Regions from separate parts of the Mus musculus genome. Here region 1 is linked to region 2. The links are chromatin contacts, called in public Hi-C maps. All regions are on one chromosome and are shown on one strand. The core of a region is the stretch at or near the end of the contact, and the rest is flanking DNA. Distances in the headings are between cores, read along the strand shown.

Region 1 (5,486 bases), core at 1,738-4,237, 160 kb before region 2:
GGTCTCTGAGAACTTCATGTGATGACATCCTGGACAGAATTACCTGTCTAGATGTGGTAGCACATGCCTTTAACCCCAGCCCTTTAAGGGTCAGAAGCAAACGATCTCTTTAAGTTCAAGGTCTGTCTGGTCTACATACTAAATTCCAGGATAGTCTGGACTACAAAGCATGATCCTGTTTCAGAAAACAAAACAAAATGAAAAAAAAATTACTTGTGTCTGTTACATGAGTAAAGCATATATATTTAAGCTGTCTCCTTGTATTTCTCATCATTTAGCACCAAACCTAATTCTAACTGACACTGTTTGCTGCCATTGCTAATATTATGCAAGAACGGCCTTCCCTGCAACGATGCTATGCAAGAGTACAGGATGGCTGGCTGTGAGAATCGACGCCAATCTCAACCCTCGGGAGAGCCGAGGATCCTTTTATCCAGTGGATTCCCAGTACCAGCAACATAGTGGACATGAGATCCATGTGCACAGGCAAATTCACTATATAAACTAACCATAACCTTAATAATTCATACAATGCTTACTTCAAAGCACCTACCAGATCCCAACAGTTCAGTCTATGTGGAAGGTGAGACATGGTAGCTACCTTCAAGTTTCACAGATAGAAGACAGAGATGGCTAACCCACAGAGCCTGTGCTACCACAGGAAACTTTGGTGCTCTATGGGGGCAAAATAATGCTTAGGGATAAGGAGTTCCGGGAGAAGCAGGGACAGTTTCTTAGAGTAGATATTTGAGCATGGTCTTAGGCTAACGGGACATCCATTAAGGAAAGGATGGGAGCACATCACAGAGAGGCAACAGAGGGCAGAGGCAAGCAGAAGCCACCCTACCATAGAACACAGGACAACACGTGGGTTCGGGGGAAGCCCAGGTGACCCCTGTGGCCTTCCTGGGGTTTCACTTGTCCAGTGACTCAAAGGCTGATGTGGAAAAGCTGTGGGCTCTGGGGTGGTTTCTAACTAGGACAGCTTCTGCATTTCAGGTCGCTGGTAACGGGTGAGGAGACAGACGGGAACTGGCGATAGAAAGTGAGAAAATATCAAAGGTCTCCTGCAGCAAGGAGAGAAGGCGATGGTTCTGGCAAATGAGATGTGTCACTGATTCCACATGTGGAGGTGACACAAGAGCAGGCATGCTGCTTCTTTATTTGCTCCTCAGTGAGGACACTCTAAGGATGCAGGACCTTTGACCTATGGCTACAAGAACCCTAATGGGGCAACTGAATTCACCACGGAAACTTTTCCTCTTTTCTCTACATCAGGACTGGTCTTGATGTCTCAACAAGGTTTTCAGCGCCCCGCTCGGCTCCGCTCCCGCCCACCCAACTCCACTCTACCCCACTAGCCCCACCCCCACCCCACCCCCGATCCAGCGCTTTTCCCAACTGCCCTACAGGTCGGCTTTCTCCCAATCAAGGACACAGCCCATATCTTTTTTTATTTGTTCCCCCAAAGCCAGGAGCCTGGCTGGAACTTTTCAAAATAATCTAGGTTATTTAAAGGATGGTGAGGGTTCTGGGCGGGGACTTCAGTCATCTAAATTTAGCCTAGAAAATGCCCACAGTGGTACATGATGATTAAACACATTGTGCAAAAATAAAAGAAGAAGATCTGGCAAGGCAAGAGTGACATATCAAAAATCTAAGTACTTAAAAGATGCAGTCGCTCGATGTGTGCTTTCTCCACCACACCAGAGATCACTAGTGTGAACACCATAGGCCATCTGGGCCAGAATGGCTGAGAGGACCTTAAAACACCTCCCTCACAGCTGTGGTTATGATTGGTACAACACCGTGTGAAGAAAGAAAGCGTCTTGTGGCCATCGCACTAGCACAAGCTCTGACACGTTAAGAGCAATGGCACCTTCAACAAGTCACATAGGCTCTCTGGACCTCAGTTTCCTCATCTGAAAACTTGGCCTCCCTGTTTTAGTGCACACCCATATGATGAGGTGATTAAGGTTGTGGGGCGTCAACAAAGGCACCTAGAAAGTGCAAACGTCTCCATCCTTAGATGATTTGTTCCCCCCCCCCCAAAAAAATCACACAGAAAGGTGAAGGGCATCTGTCAGCGTCACTGAAGGAAAAGTTCTGAATTCTGAAAAATTTAGATCAGTAGTTCTCAACCTATGGGTGGCAAGCCCTGTGGGGACCGAACATCCCTTTCACAGGGGTCGCACACCAGATATCCTGCACATTACAAGTCATAACAGTAGAAAATTACAGCTACAAAGTAGCGACACAAATAATGTTGTGGTTGGGATCAGCACAACATGAGGAGCTGAATTGACGGTCACAGCACTAGGAAGGGTGAGAACCACTGCTCTAGATGGACAGAAGGCAGTCAAATGAGTCTCCTGAGTTTCTATGCTGGGTTTTTACATCACTGTTGCTCCTCAGAAACCATCACCAAGAGCTGCTGTTAGAACTGTCAACTGCTGGGAGTCTGACATCAAGGATGCTCGGGTGACTGAGGAGATGAATAACTTGATCTTGCTCAAGCAGCTAAGCTCCGGGAAGGGAACTATGGTTGCTTATAATGGCCACCAGGGGGAGACAAATAGGGCTACGCGGGGGGAAAAAAGAGTTCTTAACTGCGGTGGTCCGCACTATCCACACGTTTTCTCTCAAGTTATTTCCTTTCTTATAAATGTCTGCCTCTAGCCCTTTACCAATTGTCAGATTCTCAGATGCCTTCTCAGTGTAAGCAGCGCAACCCCCAAGGATGAGAGAGCTAAGAGCACAAACACTGCACTGCTGACCTGAGATTAGCTTTGGCTGGTACCGGCTAACTACCTCCCCTGATTTCCACCCTGTTTGCCAGCACGCCCCTCCAGTCTATGACTTCCAGTTAGACTTCCAAGCGTACAATCTCCCTCTACTGCTTGCACAATGGCAGAAGCTTCTAGACGCTCCCCAAGCCTGTTTCCTCTTTTCCCCAAGCACGCGAGACCACATCTCTGGATCTCCCTTGCAGTTAGTTCAGTAGGATGCTGACCGATGGGTGCTGTCACAGCCTCTGACCTATTGCCACACTCTCTCTTCCCCTTCCACGATGACTTCAACAGCTCCTTAGTTAACGACGTTCACAAAATGGAAGGGTCCTCAAGTCGCTGTTTGTTGAGAAGACACGCTCCCCATAACAACACGATTCGCATCAAAGCTTAAGTAACTGTTCAGCCACCGAGAATGAAGGGATGTTAGCAACGGAATGTAGAGTTTACCACTTAGTCTCACCAGCCATAGCCCCTGGCTTACCCAATTCTCATCATGTGACAAGCACTGCTACTAACACAGCTATTACTGGTACAGTCGCTGTTCAATGGTATTTTAGTAATAGTGTTACCTGGTAAAGACCCAAGGACCACTCACCCGGCATGACCAAAATTTGAATTGGGAGTCTGTATTGAGCAGGCTGGGGACGGCCTGAAGAGAAACGCTTCCCAAAAGGCAGCCCTGAAAGCGCATTGCAGGGAGCTTTCAAAATTAAAGAACACAGAAAAACTATATCCTGGTTTGCCAGCAGGGAAGCAAGTTTAACAAGCAGTTTACCAAGAGTCAAGAGCATGCCGTTAGCTAGGGCATTTCAACCCCGAGTTTCTAAAACAAGGTTGGGTGCTTTCCCACGGGACTTCTAATAGCAGGGGGTGAGGGAGCCAAAGATGGCTTCAGCTGGGACAAGATGGAGAAGCTTTCTCACCTTCACAATAGAACGACATTATAAAGGCATCAATAATTAGTTCTTGACCCTGTGAAGCACCTACCTTGTTAATCCATTGGGATCCATGGATTTTCCAGGGTCATTTCTGTGAATACTCAAGTCTTTTTATTTTTATTAATTATTCTATTTGTCTGCATTTCAAATGATATCCCACTTCCCAGCTACCCCTCCACAAATGCCCCTCCCACATCCACCCTCTCCTGCCTCTCCTTTGCCTCTATGAGGGTGCTCCTCACCTACTCTTGCCCGACCACTCCAGCATTCCCCTATGCTGGAACATCAAACTTCCACAGGCCCAAGGGCCTCCCCGCCCATTGATGTCAGACAAGGCCATCCTCTGTTACATATGTATCTGGAGTCATGGATCCCTCCCTGTACACTCCTTGGCTGGTGGTCTAGTCCCTGGGATTACTGGGTGGTCCAGCCAGCCAACACTCTTCTTCCTATGGGGTTGCAATCCCTCTCCACCCCTCCAGTCCTTCCACCAGCAAACTCACTGGGACAGCTCAGTGGTTGGCTCAGTCTGATGGTTGGTTCCAAGCATCCACTTCTGCATTGGCCAGTTCTTGGCTGAACCTCCCAGGGAACAGCCACACCAGGCTCCTGTCAAACAAGTGCCTCTTGGCACCAGCAACAGTGTCTTGAGCTTGGTGTCTGCAGACAGGATGGATCCCCTCATGGGGTAGTCCCCAGATGGCCCTTTCTTCAGTGTCTGTTCCATTTTTGGCTTTTTGGTTTTTTGGGTTTTTTTGGTTTTTTGGTTTGGTTTGGGTTGGGTTGGGGTTTTTTTGTTTGTTTGTTTGGTTTGTTTTGTTTGTTTTGTTTTTTTGTTTTGTTTTGGTTTTTTTTGGCCCTGTCTTTCCTTTGGACAGGAACATTTCTGGGTTAAAAACTTTGAGATGGGTGGGTGGCCCCGTCCCTTGACTGGGTGTCATGCCTATCCACTGGAGATGTCCTCTACAGGTTCCATCTCCCCTTCACTGAACGAATTTTGGCTAAATGCTAAGTCTTTATATAATGATAATACATTTGCATATGACCTGTGCACATTCTCCTGTGACCCTTAAGTCACTTCTGGATTGTTCATCACACCTAACTCACTGTCACAATGACACTTTCACAGTTTTGAAAAAATTGACATTCATTACAGATGCAATTTTTCCTGGATTTTTTTTGTTTGTTTGTACTATCTGAGCATTTTGAATTCACAGAAGCCATGGATTCAGAGGGCTGCCTGTAGTGGTGGACTCCGGGGATACAGCGAGACCACTCAAGAGGATCACGTGTCTGATTTGTGTGACAGTCTGCACACACCAGATGTTGAATACAAAGAATGGTGACATTGTTGGAATGCATAGATGGTTGTAAAGAAGATGGTCCCATGATAGACAGAAACCTGATTCCAAATCCCAGCTTCTCCGCCCAATGTGAGACTGAGGTACACCCTGTGTTTCCTTGATCTGACCTCTCCTCCTCTGATAATTGCTGGAATTAATAGGTTTTATCAATTTCACCAAATCCTGAAATCCTCACTAAGACCTCGTATCTGTAAGGAGAATCTAGACTGTTGTAAACACCAGCTTTGAAGGACACAGCTAAAGCAATGCATATGCCCAGGTCTGACTCTGGCACCAGCACAGACCTAGTCATTCATCTATGAGATAGAACTATTCACAGCTGCCTCAGCATGTTCACAGGCACACACAGGGGTCCTAAACAGAACCTCTGTCCCTTCTCATGACTCTCCCTG
Region 2 (4,902 bases), core at 1,606-4,105:
GTCCCTCATCTGAATCAGGACAGGTTGCCCCATCTGGAAGGAGGACCATTCTGCATTGGGGAAAATGGGTAGTGAAAGAGGAGGGGGGAGGGGGGAGGAGTGGATTGAAGGGAGAAATCAAAAAATTGGAGGACAGAAACAAAAGCTTTGGCCTTCTCTTTAATAACCGCACATCAAGCTATAGGTGGTGGCTCACACCTTTATCCCAGCATTCAGGAAGCAGAGGCAGGTGGATCTCTGTGAGCTTGCAACCAGTGTAGTCTACATATTGAGTTCCAGACCAGACCCTGTCAAGAAGAAGAAGAAGAAGAAGAAGAAGAAGAAGAAGAAGAAGAAGAAGAAGAAGAAGAAGAAGAAGAAGAAGAAGAAGAAGAAGAAGAAGAAGAAGAAGAAGAAGAAGAAAAATTTCAAAACCCTGGAACTGTGGTGCTCATTTGTCAGGGTTGAGCAATGCCTCTAGGGACCCAGAGGAATACTCAAGGAACATCCTCCAACTGGGGATGACCTAATCTGGGTGACCAACGGCTTTGAAGTGGTTGAGCCAGGTTAGCTCACTCACTCACTCACTCACTCACTCACTCATACAGGACCAGAGGAACTAGAGAAAGAGTTCAGGCCCTCTGTCACAGCACTCATCTTAAGACAGCTACTCCCTTCCCCTTAGGATTAAGTAGCACCTGCCCTGCAAGACTTACAGATAGATGGGAGTGCCCGGAAGGCCTGAGGAGGGCACATCTTCAGAAGGAAGAGTAGGGAAGGCGGATCCTCCCCGTGAGCCCCCCAACACCCTCTTCAGTATCTCCTCCAGTGTCAAGGGTGTGGGAATTCGGGGCATGCTGAAACCAGGGATTCGAGGAACAGGAACATAGTGCTGGACTGAGACTCCACTGTAGGAGAAAATTTCTCCTACCCATAAGCAAAAGAAACAGAGAGTTGGCTGACTAGAGGATCAAGAGAGTAGGGAACAGGCCAGGGACATGGGGACACACCTTTAATTTCAGCTCTTGGGAAGCAGAGGCAGGCAGACCCCTGTCAGTTTGAGCCAACCTAGTCTACAAAGAGACTTTCAGGACAGCCAGGGCTATGTGGAGAAACACTGGGAAAACCAAAGAGGAGAGAGAGAGAAACTCAGGGTTGACCCTGAGGAAAGAAAGTTAGAGAGAGAAACAGAGGCAGAATTCCAACATCCTTGAGAGGCAGCTACAGAGATGGCTGGGTAGGGCCCTGGGGAATGTCATGAGCTGGAACAATTGAACTTTGCTTAGCTGGCCTAGGGGAACAGTACTTTTCCCACAGTGACCCAATGTCCACACATAAAGTGCACCTACATGGAAGGAAAGAAATGTAGGATACAGGTGAGGGTAAAGACTGGGGTCTGCACATGTTTGGTTTGCCATTGCTTTTAGTTAGCTGATAAAGCAATGGATGCCCTTAAGGCTTTTCCATACATCCCACGATATGACCACCCTATCTCCCATCCTCACGTGAGCCTTTAACCCAGTGCTCATATCATATGTGTGCTGTCTGTGGAATTATATCTGGCCCGTACGGGGCAGGACAGTTCCGATAACATCAGGGACTTAAAGACACATTCAGACCTCAGCGTACCATGTCCCTGTGCCTCTCTTTGCACTTTCATGTCTTGTGTCTTGGAGTGAAGGGGTCCTTGTGTCCTGCTGCCTGTGTATCTCTGGGTATAGGTTTCATGTATCTGTCACTGCCTGTCCCTAATATCCACGATAACGACAATACATTTCTGGTGCCAGTCTGGGGCAGTCTCTTCCCTTGTCTCCCAGATCCCATCTGTGTCTCGGGTCTCAGGAAAGCCTAAAGGGTGTTGGCTTCATTCTGCCCTCAGACAACCTTAGCACCAGAAAAGACCTAGGGAATAACTTGGCTCAAAACTCCTCTTTAGGAACAGAGAAAATATGGTGAATATTATGGGAGAGGGGAGAGGTTTCAATAAGGAAAAAAAGAATACAGGTCATTGGAAGATCTAGATTAGTGCTGTCTGACACCCTGGCCACCAGCCACATATTGTGACAGAGCACTGGGAAAGTGACCTCTCAGAATGAGGTGAGCTGTGAGTCCACACTGGGGGTGGGGAATCATGTTGAGGGAGGGGAAAAGGCCAGCAACTGTGGGTTGAAATTATAGTATTTTGTATATATTCAATTGTTACCAAAATTAATTTTTTTAAGTTTTGAAAATATGACTACCACACCTGGATTTATGAGTATTCCTGCATAGAGTATACATTCACCTAGAGGTCTCCAGGAAAACAAAACAAAACAAAACAAAACAAAACAAAACAAAACAAAAAACATCATTTTGTCTTTGAGCCTTAATTTCCCAAGACATAAAATGGGTACAGTAATGCCTGGCTCTTGTGAATGTTGTAAGAACTAACTGAATATAGGAACGTGCCTTGAAATACTCATAAGGTATTGAATGAGGCACTTGGTGGTGGTAGGAGAGGAAGTGTGGTCACGATGGTGGTGGTGGCGGCATTGTTAATGGCAGCCAGGATATGTCAGTGGGAGCAGTGATGGTGTTATTGCGGATGGTGTTGGTGGTGCTGTGAGTGGTACTGATGGTGGTGGTGGTGGTGGTGATGGTGACAGGGTTATCGGTGATAACAGTGGTAGGATTGAGGTATTGATGATGGCTACAGGACAGGTGTGGGGGGGGGTGTTTTGATGGTGAGTGTGGTCCTTGTGATAGTGATGATGGTGACAGACAAGGCAGTGAAAGTATTGCTGATGGTGGTGGTAGTTGTGGAAGATACAGCAATACAAGTGGTGGCTGAGGTCTCAGTGACTCAGACCCTGGGCAAAAGGGAGAAACAGAAACCATGAAGACTTTCTAACGATCTGACGTTCCAGGAAACACTCACAGGGGCCATCCCTAACAGTGGGCACGGTAGACAGACACCACCCACCATGATTTTACTGCTGGGTTAGAACTGACCGCTGTTCCCAGCCCTGCAGACCCACACCAAACTTTTCAAAAGCTCGTCACCATCTTCTCTCCGTGTGTCCAGACCCCTCCCCTATGACCCACCCACCAGTCCCTAATCATCTCCAAATCCTGCCAACACCTGAGGCTCTTTCCTCCAAGGCAGCAGGAAGCCCGCTGCTGCCCGGAGGCAGCCACTCTTACTCAGACCACAGCACCTCAATCAGGATTTCCCAACTCTGTTTTTGCTCTGCTCATTGCCAGAGACCCAGGGGTCCCCAGAGCTCCAGAAAGTAGAAAAGGGCCCCAAATTTGGCCTGAAGGGACCAGCTCCCTCCTGGGACCATCCCCCAGAGCAATCACTGTTGCAATGGTGGTCTCGTAACCTTCGTTTACAAACCGGGTTAGGCAAGCTGCTTTTGCGTGATGAAGCTATCTTGAGTAAATAGCATCCTATGTCCCCTGCCGGTCACTTGCTCAAGATATAGCTGGACATTGCATTAGAGCCACTGACACACAGAGTTTTGAAAATGAAAACAGGCTCTCTGACTTATGATCAGATAGCGTTTAACTCATTCACGATTGCACCGAGCTTTCCCAAGGCCCCAGGCCACAGAAGGAGTATTGCCACAGTGCAGATAGAAGATGCTGGGCATAGTTAGAATCTCGGATCCCCGAGCCCTGGGACAATGAGGCTTCCAAAGGCAAAGGGGTCAGATGGGGTTTACATTGCCTTGGCCTCGGTAGCCAAATGTGGCCCCCTGGGACTTTCCAGCCTCTTAGATTGACCTGGGGCACAGATCTGACTCCCCAGGGACTGGGAGATTGCATGTCCCTCTTCTGGCTACCTTTCTGGCTGATATGGACTCTGAGTCTAAAGGAAGGGAAATTGTGAATCTTTTCCTTTTTTTTATTTACTATTTGTGTGTGCGTGCGTGTGTGTGTGTGTGTGTGTGTGTGTGTGTGTGTGTGTGTGTGTTTAATGGATGGTTTCTCACTAAACCTGGAGCTTACCAAATCTATTAGAATAGCTAATCAGTGGGCCCAAGTGATCCTTCTATCCCAAACTCCCTGACCCTAGAGTTACATAATGCCACCCCTTCCTTCGTGTTTTTTACCCCTGCTTCTCCCGTCCTCATGATCGCACTGTAAGCACTTTGTCTACTGAGCTGTCTTTCAAGCCCAGCATGGGTAGCATTCCTGGCATCTATTGCCTTGTAACAACCCTGCATCATGCTGGCTGAACTGACAAAGATCTGCTCATTTCTCACAGTTCTGATCATCAAATAAGCTCTCCTGCTGCCCTTGCTTCAACTTGTAAACACATTAGCTTGTGTTTGCCGGCTAGTCAGCTGGAACAGAAGAACAAGATGGTCTCACTCATGAACTTGGTGGGTAGTGCTCAGCTGTGGCTGGGACCTCTTGGTCCTGCCTATAGCCTCTCAGCCTCCACAGTGGTCTCAGGAAGCTGGTCCAAACAGTAAAGACAAAAGAGCCGTGAAGGACTACGAGCCAAGATTCAAGAAGCAAGAAACAGACTCTGGCTCCTGATAGGAGTTGCTGAGAAATCTGTTTTTCAAGCTATTGCAAGGCATGAGAGTCGCAATGACTCCGTGGAAATCTCCCCACCATTAGAAAATACATTAGCTGTATTTTCCAAAGCTAAAGTCTAGACTCACTGGATGACAAAAGGATTTTTTGCTGACTTGTGGACCTGTGTAATCTTATGGGCTTCCATGGAGTTTTGTATCCACTGCAGTGTTTGGCTGAATTTTTAAGACATTTTGGGTAAGATTCTGTGGCTGTGGCTCAGAAGAAAACTGCTTCCCTAAGCACACAGAGAGTCCTAGTTCCATCTCCAGGACTGGGGCCAGTGGTAGGGGAAGTCATGTGGTCAGGTTACTCTTCTAGTTGCTCTGAACAAATACCTGACAAGAAGTGATT

Evidence for each region. Hi-C and Micro-C count contacts between places; a contact is called where the count stands out from the background.
Region 1: a contact with region 2 is called in a Hi-C map of neutrophils, with 2.4 times the contacts expected there. The contact joins two enhancer-like sites. A contact is called at or near these places in 1 of 484 Hi-C or Micro-C datasets (neutrophils) and 1 of 9 other capture datasets (embryonic stem cells).

Annotation. Positions count from the first base shown.
Region 1 is chr15:59,862,367-59,867,852 of GRCm38.p6, reverse strand. No RefSeq gene overlaps it. Among named protein-coding and RNA genes, the nearest start is that of Gm36819, 42 kb to the right of the region's middle. Within about 2 kb of position 2,987, at least 47 of the 459 cell types and tissues checked have an H3K27ac peak or open chromatin away from gene starts, as enhancers often do. A contact at or near this core is called in neutrophils, where this site is marked.
Region 2 is chr15:59,705,749-59,710,650 of GRCm38.p6, reverse strand. No RefSeq gene overlaps it. Among named protein-coding and RNA genes, the nearest start is that of Trib1, 60 kb to the right of the region's middle. Within about 2 kb of position 2,855, at least 25 of the 459 cell types and tissues checked have an H3K27ac peak or open chromatin away from gene starts, as enhancers often do. A contact at or near this core is called in neutrophils, where this site is marked.